Regions from separate parts of the Hordeum vulgare genome. Here all the other regions are linked to region 1. A link is a contact called in public Hi-C data. All regions are on one chromosome and are shown on one strand. The core of a region is the stretch at or near the end of the contact, and the rest is flanking DNA. Distances in the headings are between cores, read along the strand shown.

The links. Hi-C and Micro-C count contacts between places; a contact is called where the count stands out from the background.
Region 2: a contact with region 1 is called in a Hi-C map of leaf, with 2.3 times the contacts expected there. The contact joins the promoter of LOC123426762 here to the promoter of LOC123426764 in region 1. A contact is called at or near these places in 3 of 6 Hi-C or Micro-C datasets (leaf and seedling) and 1 of 1 datasets of contacts at active chromatin or transcription factors (embryo).
Region 3: a contact with region 1 is called in a Hi-C map of leaf, with 4 times the contacts expected there. The contact joins the promoter of LOC123430298 here to the promoter of LOC123426764 in region 1. A contact is called at or near these places in 3 of 6 Hi-C or Micro-C datasets (leaf and seedling).

The regions. Positions count from the first base shown.
Region 1 is chr2H:481,964,752-481,968,473 of MorexV3_pseudomolecules_assembly, forward strand. LOC123426764 (kinesin-like protein KIN-7E, chloroplastic) reads right to left here and starts at 1,341. Exons shown (of 25, transcript XM_045110644.1): 1 at 782-1,341; 2 at 586-683. The coding sequence starts at 1,164. It overlaps LOC123426765 (probable L-ascorbate peroxidase 7, chloroplastic), which reads right to left. Exons shown (of 12, transcript XM_045110646.1): 11 at 3,690-3,722; 12 at 3,296-3,543.
Region 2 is chr2H:481,768,194-481,771,862 of MorexV3_pseudomolecules_assembly, forward strand. LOC123426762 (zinc-finger homeodomain protein 8-like) reads right to left here and starts at 1,361. Exons shown (of 1, transcript XM_045110643.1): 1 at 1-1,361. The coding sequence starts at 1,184. The coding sequence ends at 306.
Region 3 is chr2H:482,213,152-482,216,708 of MorexV3_pseudomolecules_assembly, forward strand. LOC123430298 (psbP domain-containing protein 2, chloroplastic) reads left to right here and starts at 1,489. Exons shown (of 3, transcript XM_045114169.1): 1 at 1,489-1,884; 2 at 2,031-2,186; 3 at 2,424-2,837. The coding sequence starts at 1,558. The coding sequence ends at 2,675. It also overlaps the pseudogene LOC123428387.

The sequences.
Region 1 (3,722 bases), core at 91-2,590:
CGGCCCTTGGGTCAAGAACTAGGCATCGCGCACTTTGTAGGTACTTTCACGCATGCACATTTACTACGATAAGGCCTACCTGCGGTCTGGAAGCTATGTGGCATCTGATAAATTTCCTGGTGCGGATAGCAGACCAGCATGTGGAGGCTATGTTTGCCGTGTACCTCTCAGAAAAATGTTAACTGTCCTTTTGGTGTAACAGCACCTCAGATTAACAATAGCACATTACTCATGTGTTTGCTACTTCACTAACAAGCACACATTCTCATTACACTCTTGAGCTTGCATGATATAAAGCAAGCTTGACAAAGGTGAGACGTCCTATAGAGCTGGAACTGACGACGGTCTATTACTAGAATATATCAACATTCTCACCACAGAACTGGCATATCTGTTACATTTACACCTCGATGCCCCAACAGAGCATTTAGTCATCAAACAATTGTACCCTCATTTCACAAAGAAACCCCCAAATATGGTAATCCCTTCTGTTTCATGTGAGGGCATTTCCTTGACATCACCAATTCCACAATCCACATTGTAATAATATGTAATATTAGCTGAAACGGGCTGAAAAACACTCACCAAAAGCATAGGCAATACTCGGGTTGTACTCATTACGCACCATGTTGTCACCATCAGCATACCAAGCCACCTCGTCCCCCTTGTTGATCTCTCTAGGACTACGGACCAACAAATACAAACAATTTTAAAACACATAAGCACAAAACCCAGAACCTCACGTCCTCAGTAGCAGAAAGATAACAAATCAGCAGCGCACCTGAGGGGGCGGAAGCGGACGGTGACCATGATGTTCTCTTTGGCATTGGACGTGTCCACCGCCGCAGCGGGCGGCGCCCTCCCGGCCGCTCGCGAGGAAACCGACGAGGGCGTGGTCGGCCGCGCGGAGGCGGTAGAGGAAGGCGTGGTGGGCCGCGCGGAGGTAGGGGTGGCGGGGCGCGCGAAGGCGGCGGAGGGGGTGGTGGGGCGGCCACCGGAGCAAGACGACGGGGTGGTGGGCCGCGCGGAGGAGGCCGGGGTGGACGCGCGGCCTCCCGACGAGGTCCTCGTCGGCGGAGGCGCCGCGGGCGCCGCCACCGCAGGCGAACGGCGGGATCGGAACGGGGAGATGCTGGCGCGCGTCGATCTCGACGACGACGACATTGCCGAGCTCAGGTTGGAGCGGGGGGGCAGGGTGGGGGCTTAGGGTTTTGGTGGGGAGCAGGCGAGCGCGAGCGCGAGCTCGTGGGGGTGGAGGGGGAGGCTCGTGGGCTTTGCTTTGGTGTGTCGTCGCCGTCTTCCTCAGGGGAGCTTTGCCAGCTTGGGTCGCCGTGGCCTCGTTTGTCGATTTGGTCGTGCCGCCTTTTTGGCACTTTGGTCTAAAGCTCCGAAGTTTTTCTGGGGGCTTTGGGGTTGGACCACCGGTGGTGTGCTTACCGGCGGCTATTATCTGGATCACACAGTCTAAAACTATTTTTCTCTTGTGGTCCTAAATGTTTTCAATAATAGCCAAACAGACTTTATTAATTTAAAATAACAGTTACATCGTTTTCACAATATCATTCAAAGGCTGCTTAGACCAATTATAAGTCGTAAAAAATCTAGCCAACCTAGCAAGCTTATGAGCGACCTTATTCACTTCCATTACAATGTTCAAAAGTAGTGTGCAAGAAGTCACCAACCATATAATAGTGAACCATCAAAAACAATTGTCACCGCTCCCGCATAACGTCTTCTTTTCTTCATGGTGTCAATGACATCTAAAATACCCGAGTTGATAACAAGGAGATTATAGCATGCCCTTTGCGCAAGGGATAATCTGAATCTAGGTGTCAATGCTTTAGCTGCCAGGACATCTGTGCACCCATGTATTATCATATTTCCCCAACAATAAAATTACCTTTTCTCACCTCTCAATATTGCATACCAATCGAACCCCTTAGAAGGTCTTGGTTGAACGATACAATAACGTTAAGCCTTACAAAACCCATGAAATTGATAAGAGCAACTTGGCATATTCAGCAAACGCCCTAGCTGCCTTCTTCTCTTTCCCTTCCCTTACATATGAACCTTGTTCGATAGCAGGGTTCGCCCCACCCCCACGGTCAATGAGAGGGGTTGAGCACGGGTTAGAAGAAGGGATTGGAATGTTGGATGTGAGGAAACACAGACAAGCTGACATAGAGGGGACGAATGCATTGTTGCCTGTAAGAGGATGGGGCGAGGAGGTCAAGAGAAGGACAGTGGAGAGATGTGGAGGGTGTGCGGATTCTGGCAAGAAAAATGACAAGCAAAGAAGAAAAGAATGGCCATACACGATCGAAATGGTGCAGTCCCACCTGTCAAAGCATATATTGTAGCACGTGTGAATACACTAATGAAGAACATGTACGAAATTCCGCATTTATGATCTCAAAAGAAAAGTGCCAAAACCTACAATTCACCATCCACAACCACAAACCCTTTTAGGTCGTGCGTTCTTGTATGTTGTCACGGGAATGGATAAAAGATTGTAGTGATTGTATCGCTCACATAGCATAAGGAACCTCAAGGCAAGCCATGCCTATTTCTCATTTTTTCCAGCGGTGCCAAAAGGGGTAAACAAAAACGGTCGGGTGATTTGGGCGGGAGGGAGCGGTAAGTGGGATTACAGACACCGGAGGGGAAGCGACCGGACGCGCGGACCTGCGGAGTGCGCACTCTCCTTGGGGTTTGTAGTTTTGGGCTTTGGCTTGGCCCGTTGTTCCGCTCGCCCCACAGAGCCTGCCGCTCACGGCACGTGGCGGGCACGTGAGGCCGATCCGAGTTAATGGCGCGCCCGTCGTCGCAGGCCGTCGCCACCACCACAGCGCATCCGCCCTTCTTAATTCATTCATTCACAGCACTGCTGGCCCGATGATGTCTTATTACCCAGCGCTGTTCCCTTGAATGGATGGTGGACGCCCACCCACCACCACCAACGGATCGGTCCAATCCATTCCAAGCCACCGGTAGGCACGCACGGATGGACCGGGTCCAGGGATACCGGCAGGCAGGCCCTCCATGGATCACTGCTCCAAAGATTCTGCCTGCCCGTGGAGACAAAGACGGAGGAGCTCGCCAAATGGAAATTACTCCTGGTTTACGCCCGGCCGGGAGGGGAGGCAGCTCCTCAGAGGCAGTAGGGTCCAGGGGGTTATGTATTGCAGTATTGCTATTGCAGTTGCAGATCTGATGTTTACTGCACCACCACCACCACCCCACCGTGCTCGATGAGCCACATGACTAATAGAAAAATGACAGCACGGCACAGGCAGGCAGGCAAAGCATCATGTGATGAATTTTCGAATGAAAGCAATTTGGCATCGGAGCAGGTTCACATGAACGAATGGCTCAGATTTGTTTGGCATGCATGCCTGTATTATTTTTTGCACCAATTTGACGAAGCTGGAAAGGAAAATCTCTATCTTGTACTGGATGATGATAAGCTGGGAAAATGCCTCGTCCTGTAGTACGGTGACACCAAGCTGGAGAGGAACAATGGTGATTAAGTTGTGCCGTCCCCTGGTCCTGCGAGGAATCACAACAAAGTGAGGAGGCCATTTTGGACAGTACTTCGTGAGCCCTTTGTTTTATCGATGGGATCAAGCGGGTGAAAGGGCCGTGCACATGAATCAACAAACTGGGGAGTGGGAAGGGGTATGATGCACCTTTTGGAAGTGTGTTTGGCTGCTTCAAGGGTT
Region 2 (3,669 bases), core at 111-2,610, 200 kb before region 1:
CGATGATTAGTCACTCACTGCAGCTAGTACTAGGCTAGCACTGGTAGTAGTACTAGGATTAAAGCAAGACAAGAAAGATAATGAACCTACAAACAGCGGCGCCTAGCTAGAATTAGAGTGGGGGTACATATATGCCCTCGGTCCGGTACCACGTTGTACGGCACGGCCGCTGCAGGGGAGGCATGCGGGGGATCAGGGGTCGTTTACACCAGCTGCTTGCTGACAACTGACTGAGAGTGCATTAATTAAATCTAACGCCCTGGCGATTAAAAGAACTCGGTACTCATTAGCTAGCGCTAGCACGGCTAGACGCTGATGGGGGAGGGGGAGGGCGATGAGACGGCGGCGCGTGGAGGCGAGTCGTCGTCCGTATCGTCGTCGTCGCCGTCGCCGGTGCCCGCTCCAACGCCAACTCCAGCGCCAGCGCCTGCACCAGCGCCAGCGCTAGTGCCGAGGGCTCCTGGGTTGATACCGATGCCCATGCCCATGCCCATGCCCATGCCGATACCGGCCGCGGGGGAGGTGGGCGAGGCGAGCTGGTGCTTATGGTTGTGCATCCAGACCTTGAGGACGTTCCGCTTGACGCCGATCTCGAGGCAGAAGCGCTCTAGGGCGCCGCCGTCGTCGCGGTTGATGCGCCATCCCTGCTTCTCCGCGAAGGCGCGCATCCTCTCCTTCTGCTCCGGGGTGAACTTGGTCCGGTGCCGCTTCCTCCCGAAGCTCCCGCTCCCGCACCCGGGGCTGCAGTCGTCCGCCCGGGGAGGCGTCTCCGAGCCGGCGCGCGCGGGGTCCAGCAGGGCATGGTGCCACGCCGCGGGCACGGCGTGGTACGGCAGCGCGAGCTGGGGCGGCCGCGGGGGCGCCGACGGGAGGAAACCCTGCAGCACGGCGTGGTGCGGCGGCGGGTGATGGTGCGAAGGCGGCGGCGGCGGGCTGAAGAAGAAGGGCGGCGGGCAAGCCCCGCCCGTGAGGCTGCCCGCGCGGCGGTGGAAGCTGCGGTGACAGCCGCAGGCGGCGCACTTGAGCGAGTCCGGCGAGGCCGGCATGTACTCCCCGCAGCCGTCGAAGGCCTGGCCGCCCATGGCAGCCGCGTGGTTGCGCATGCACTCCTTGTACTTGGCCCCGGCGTCGCCCCCGGCTCCGCTGCCTCCCTCGTAGGGCACCAGGCTCAGGTGATCCATCATGTCCGCACGAGAGCTCGCTCCCACCACCACCACTCACGCGCTCACCCACCACCCACTCGCGCGTGGCCGTGCTCTTTTCACCACCACTCTCGCTACTTGCTAGAAGAAGCAAGAGAAGGCTTTCGCTAGGTATCGCTTTCGCTGCAGCGGTAGAAGCGACCACCGGCCAAGGAGGAGAGGAGCTTTGGGGTTTTTATCTGCGCGCGGCAACGCCCACGGACCATCAGGTGTGAAACATGCATTAGTTCCTTATATTAATTAATGCGACGACTTTGGCCCTCGCACAACAAGAATAAGAATTAATTTGACTATAGGTATAGTACACCCAGTAAAACCAACATTTTACGTACAGTAGAAGTGATCTTTTTTAGGATACAGTAAAAGTGATAAGTACTCCTCCGTAAACTATTTAGAACAGTAATCTAAATACTTTTATAATAGTTTAAAGAGGGAGTATATGTTACTGATGCTATGCTTTGTGTTAGTTGACGAGGCGGCGAGGTCACATTCGCGCACGGTGCCACGTGGAAGCGGGAAGGGGTGCCTGCAGGCGCCACGTGAGACGGGACTCGACCATGGGTAGTAACAGCGGCAACGTGTCGAGCCGACATTGGGGCCGGATACTATTGTTACCACAACAGTAACCGCTCGGGCCCGCCACGTGAGGATGCCGTGGTGTACTACTCGGCGTCAGATGATGATGGGACCGCCGCGGACGGACGGCCTTGATGCGATCGGACGGGGAGATGAGGTATGGGCTAACTGCCACCCAAGCGGCCGTGGGGTACGGCATCTTGCCTGATCTTCTGTGCCCAGTGTTTGCCTGCCCGTGCCTGTTGCCGGGGGCAGGGGCTTCTACCTCCAATCTTGCTACTACTCTGTCAATTTACGATCACCATCTTTGCAGCTGATTTAATTACGCGGCACAGAAAATATGGCACGTCACGTGACACAAATGTCGGCGTGGATTTCTCGAACTTGGGTGTCCATGCTAGTAGTAGTCCTTCCTTCGTTTCGGTCACTTCCAATAGATTGATGGTAACATAAAATGCTAAAGACATTAAATAGTTTAGCAACTAAAATCTTTAACACATAGTTGTTTAATTTATTATAGCTAAGCCTTTTTATTTGATGTTTTTGCAATTAAAATTGTGCATGTATTGATGCATTTCTTTTATTTAATCGTTTTACCTAGGTTCAGGCGCTTAACATTGTTTCTTTCTCGGTTACCACACTCATTTCTTTCCTATTAATTAGCTTGACACATCAAATTTTTGATCTATGTGGCAGCCTTAGCACCTGTACAAGATGGAGCATTGGGAGTAGCCTAAGTCATTTTAGGTTGTGCACCACGACTAAGACAAATAGGAAAAAGAGAGAAATTAATGTTAATTTGCTAATTAATACTCCCTCCGTTCCTAAATATAAGTCTTTTAAGATATTTCACTAGGAGTCTACATACAAAACAAAATGAGTGAATCTAAATTCTAAAGTATGTCTATATACATACGTATGTAGTCCACTAATGAAACCTCTTTAAAGACTTATATTTAGGAATAGAGGAAGTATCATTACATGCAACGAATTAACCACTACATGTCGTGTTAGTTAGTCTCAAGTCTTTAAAAACATACACGCTCCCACGTCTCTTATTGGCTGATTCCTTTATTAATGTCAAAAAACAAAAAATAAGATAAAAGTTAATGCATACCGCTTTAGTATTTTGGAATTATTTGATTTTGATAAAATGACTTGTAAACCGAGCCGAAGGGAGTAGAAAATTTTCACGCTAATACTAGTACTGTTATCAAGCATCACAAATATAATAATTCAAAAAGAACTGATTGAACACTTCTTAAATTAGCACAACTACATTCAAACACTTCGTATTAATTTCTTAAATTCATACAAAAACATGTAGACAAAAAACCTACGTGCTACATAGATCAGCTATATATTACTCGTCGGAGATATCAACTATCTACATGCCCTCCGGCGTGTACATGGGCGGTAGCTGCAGCTACGCTCCCTCCGGTTGCTCCGTTCCGACATCCTCCTCCTAGATGTTCGCGTCGAGTTCGACTAAGAGCAGGTCGGCCTTCTCGTGCTTCTGTGGGAGGAACTCTCGGTTGGCCTTTGCATAGGGCTCATCTTGGATGGACTCCGGGATGGCATGTGTGAGAAATTGATTTTATGCATACGGGAAAACCTCTCAAAAACCCGGTTCGAACACTCGAGAACTGCACACACCTACAACCCCGCTTCTCTCCTATGGCCAAGACACGCACGCACAGCACAAGAAGGACGCTAGAGTTACCAAGGTTCATGGCACCTTATGGTGTAAACACCCTACTCCTTCCTTGTGTGTTCTATTTGTTTGGTTGCACAAGCGTTAAAAGCTACCCGGAAGAAGCCTTCTTCCGAGGGGCAAATGAGAGCTCAATCATTCGTCGTCTTCTATGGTGGCCGTGTGCCCCTCTTATCC
Region 3 (3,557 bases), core at 239-2,738, 250 kb after region 1:
AAACTTTGGCCCACGTATATGTCAGACCCAATGATTCACCTTTTTGGAAGGGCCTTATGAGGACGAAGGCAACTTTTTTCCAAAGGACTAAATTCATCATTGCAAATGGTGAGTCGACGAGATTCTGAGAGGATACGTGGTTAGGGGAGACGTCGCTTGCTTCTCAGTATCCATCTCTCTATAATATTGCACAACGTAAGGAAGTTTATGTTGCTACAGTATTACAAACTATTCCTCTAAATATACAATTCCGGAGAGATCTAGTTGGAGATAGATGGGCATCCTGATTGCATCTTGTTCGAAGGTCGATGGACATTCAACTTTCATGTGAGGCTGTCAGACTTCAATGGAAGTTAAGTGCGAATAAAGTCTTTTTGGTCAAATCTATGTATTTATATCTCATAGACTCGGGCCCAATCCCAAACTCTTTACATATTTGAAAGGTCAAGGTTCCTTTAAGGATCAAAGACTTCATGTGGTTTGTTCACAAGGAGGTGATTCTAACGAAAGATCACTTGGCTAAACGTGATTAGGATGGTAATAGGAGATGTAGTTTTTGTGATCAAATGAAACTATCAAACACCTCTTTCTTCATTGTCCGTTGGCTAGGATTGTACGGCGTTCTCTTCAAATAGCTTTTAATATTAACCCTCCTCGTAGCATACATACGTTATTTGGGACGTGGCTACAGGGATGCACCCTAGCTTGGCACAACATATCCGTATAGGAGTATGCGCTTCGTTGTGGTCGATTTGAAACTGCAGGAATGATTTAGTTTTTAACAGACATACAAATACAATTTTTTTGTAGGTCATCTTCTGACCCACTACATGGATCTGTACGTGGTCGTTACTAACTAATGCGGGAGCGAGGGATCCTTTGGTTACTGAGTCTGTCCGATGAGAGATGGTAGCTCGGGTTATCTTCAATAGGTTTGGATGTCGGTTTAATAATAGGATAGATGTTTAGTCATTGGTCCCTATTTTCCCTGGTTGTGGCCTTTTCATCTCTTTTTATGACGCTTTATGCTCCACCTTCGCATGAACTTGTAATCGACTCATGAAATATTTGCTCTATGTTTAATAAAATGCCGTATGCATCAATTGATGCACAAGCCGAAGATTAACCACCTTTTCTAAAAAAAGAAGGACGGTGATTCCCCAACCAACCAGAATTCAAACCCTAGACATGGCACGTGCGCTTGCATTTTTCTGAATTTATTTAGACCTTCACGCGATGTGTATTGTGGAAGGAGACGTTTCCGACTATAAAATTGTGTGCGGCGACTTCGTCAATCTCAAGACTATGTGTCGGCTCAATCTTTTAAAGATGATCATAGGATTAGGAGATGTGTGTTCATAGAGATTAGTGTATGTGTGTATGTATGAGGGACTGGTTTAAAAATGTTTGGTTATTGACAAAAGTTGTAATTGTACACGCGCATTTTCCTCCATAGGTGGGCCCACAGCCAGCGTCGAATGGCGATAACAAACTGAGCGGCAGAGGCGGCCATAGCCGCGAGCGAAAGCTTCTCTGTGTACAAATCTACTTCCATCGATGCCACTCGTCGGTAGCCCTCGCCACGGCCCGCCGCTGAAGCTCGCCGGCCGCGCCCAGCGCCGGCCTCCGCCCCGCACCATTGCGCCCAAATGCGACATCTCCTCCCCTCCTCCGCGCCTAACCAGGAGGGCCGTTTCCGCCGCCTCGCTGCTCCTCACCGCCCTCCCTTTCCCCGCCTCGTCACCCCAACTCCCGGCAGCCTCGGCATCGGAAACGGAGGCAGAAGTCGGGGAAGGAGAAGGAGGCGCACCAGCGTTGGAGCTGGAACGGTACACTGACCAGGACCAGGGGTTCACCCTCCTCAAGCCGGCCTCATGGCCCAAGGTATGAAGCTCTGTGGCGACGTGGCGCTGCAACCTAGCGTAAACACTCATTTGATGCATCATCCTAGGATGCTTTGTGCATTTTGACGCGTTAGGTTCGTGGATTGGAGCTCTGAATCGTGTGACGCTGTTGTGTAATTGGGGAAGGTGGAAAAGGCGGGCGCGACGGCGCTGTTCCAGCAAGAGGGGAAGGGGAGCAACAATATTGGGGTCGTCGTCAACCCTGTCCGCCTCTCCTCACTGACGGATTTCGGTACACCGCAGTTCGTCGCAGAAAGGCTTCTACAGGCAGAGAAGAAAAAGGTAAATGTGTGTAGGGGCATTGCCATTTGCCAGCCCCATACTTATTGCTACATTTAGAAATCTTATTTTTACGCGCTCCACTTAGATGAACTGCTTATAGGCTGTGTAGTATAAGGTGCAAACTGAGCTCCTTTTGTTGCTTCTTATTATGACCGGCGATAAAGATTCAGTGCCCACATTTTGGAGAAGTTCAGTGCTAGTATTGGCAGTTGGTTTGAAACCTTTCCCTTGATTCAGGAAAGTACCAAATCTGCAGAGGTGATTTCTACCGGAGAGAGATCGGGCCATGATGGCTTGACAGTGTACGAAATCGAGTACTCACTGGATAGCACCAGGGGAGGGATGAAGCGGATCTTCTCGGCAGCGTTTGTTGCTTCCAGAAAGCTCTATCTGCTCAATGTAGCCTATTCTGATACTGAGGAGAAGCCCTTGGACAAGCACACTAGACTTGTTTTCGAGGAAGTCCTTCATTCCTTTGATTCTGTATAGTTTCTTTCTCTTAACAGGGGATGTATCATGTATGTCTCCCTTTCTTGTTCATACAAACTTCGACCCTAACATAAGCTTCTTTACGGTGATTTGTAAAAAGAGTTATGAAAGGTTACAATGATCTTCTTCCAATACAATTTGAAATGTTTTTAGTTTCTTTCAGCAGGCTGTATTATTATATGATTTTTAGTTTATCTGAGAATGCAACTTTACTTTAGGAGCTGAAACTATGTTGTATACAAGTGTACTGTTGTTTGTTCCAGGGAACTTTATGTTTTCACAGGTTGTGTCTACAGATCGTGTTTTGTTGGGTGCATATCCTTACCCTCAGTTTCAGCATCCAGGTAATCCATCAATGAGTACCCTGTGACAGTCAGTTACAGACTTACAGTAGAAACTTCAAGTTGTTAGAAATTGATTATACCTTGATTGTTTCTCACATGAAGCCTCATCTGCTGGAAATACATTATTTTCTGGTTAGGTCTTGACAACCTGCCGGCCTTTTTTCGAACCATGCAGGAGAAGTGCATGTGATTTCATTAGAAGAAGAAGAGAATGTACAGCCAAGAAATTATAAATGACCAAGAGTCCAAGACAAACCATCCAAAGCGACCCAAAGTACACGGCAACAGCACCAACCAGCAACACAACCAAGTAACACCACAGCAACAGCTAAAACCAAAAGCTAACCTCGGCCTTCAGCTGGTTGATAACCTGAAGGATCGGAGTGTGCTTCTTTCCCGGTCTTGCAGAACTTCAGTTATCTATATGATGTGTTTCCTTCTTTGGTGTGCTCTCAAACTGTTTTTAGTCCTGCAAGGATACCATAAGCAATATACTATCATAGTGATTTTACTTCAGTTAGGAACATTTTAGTGTTTG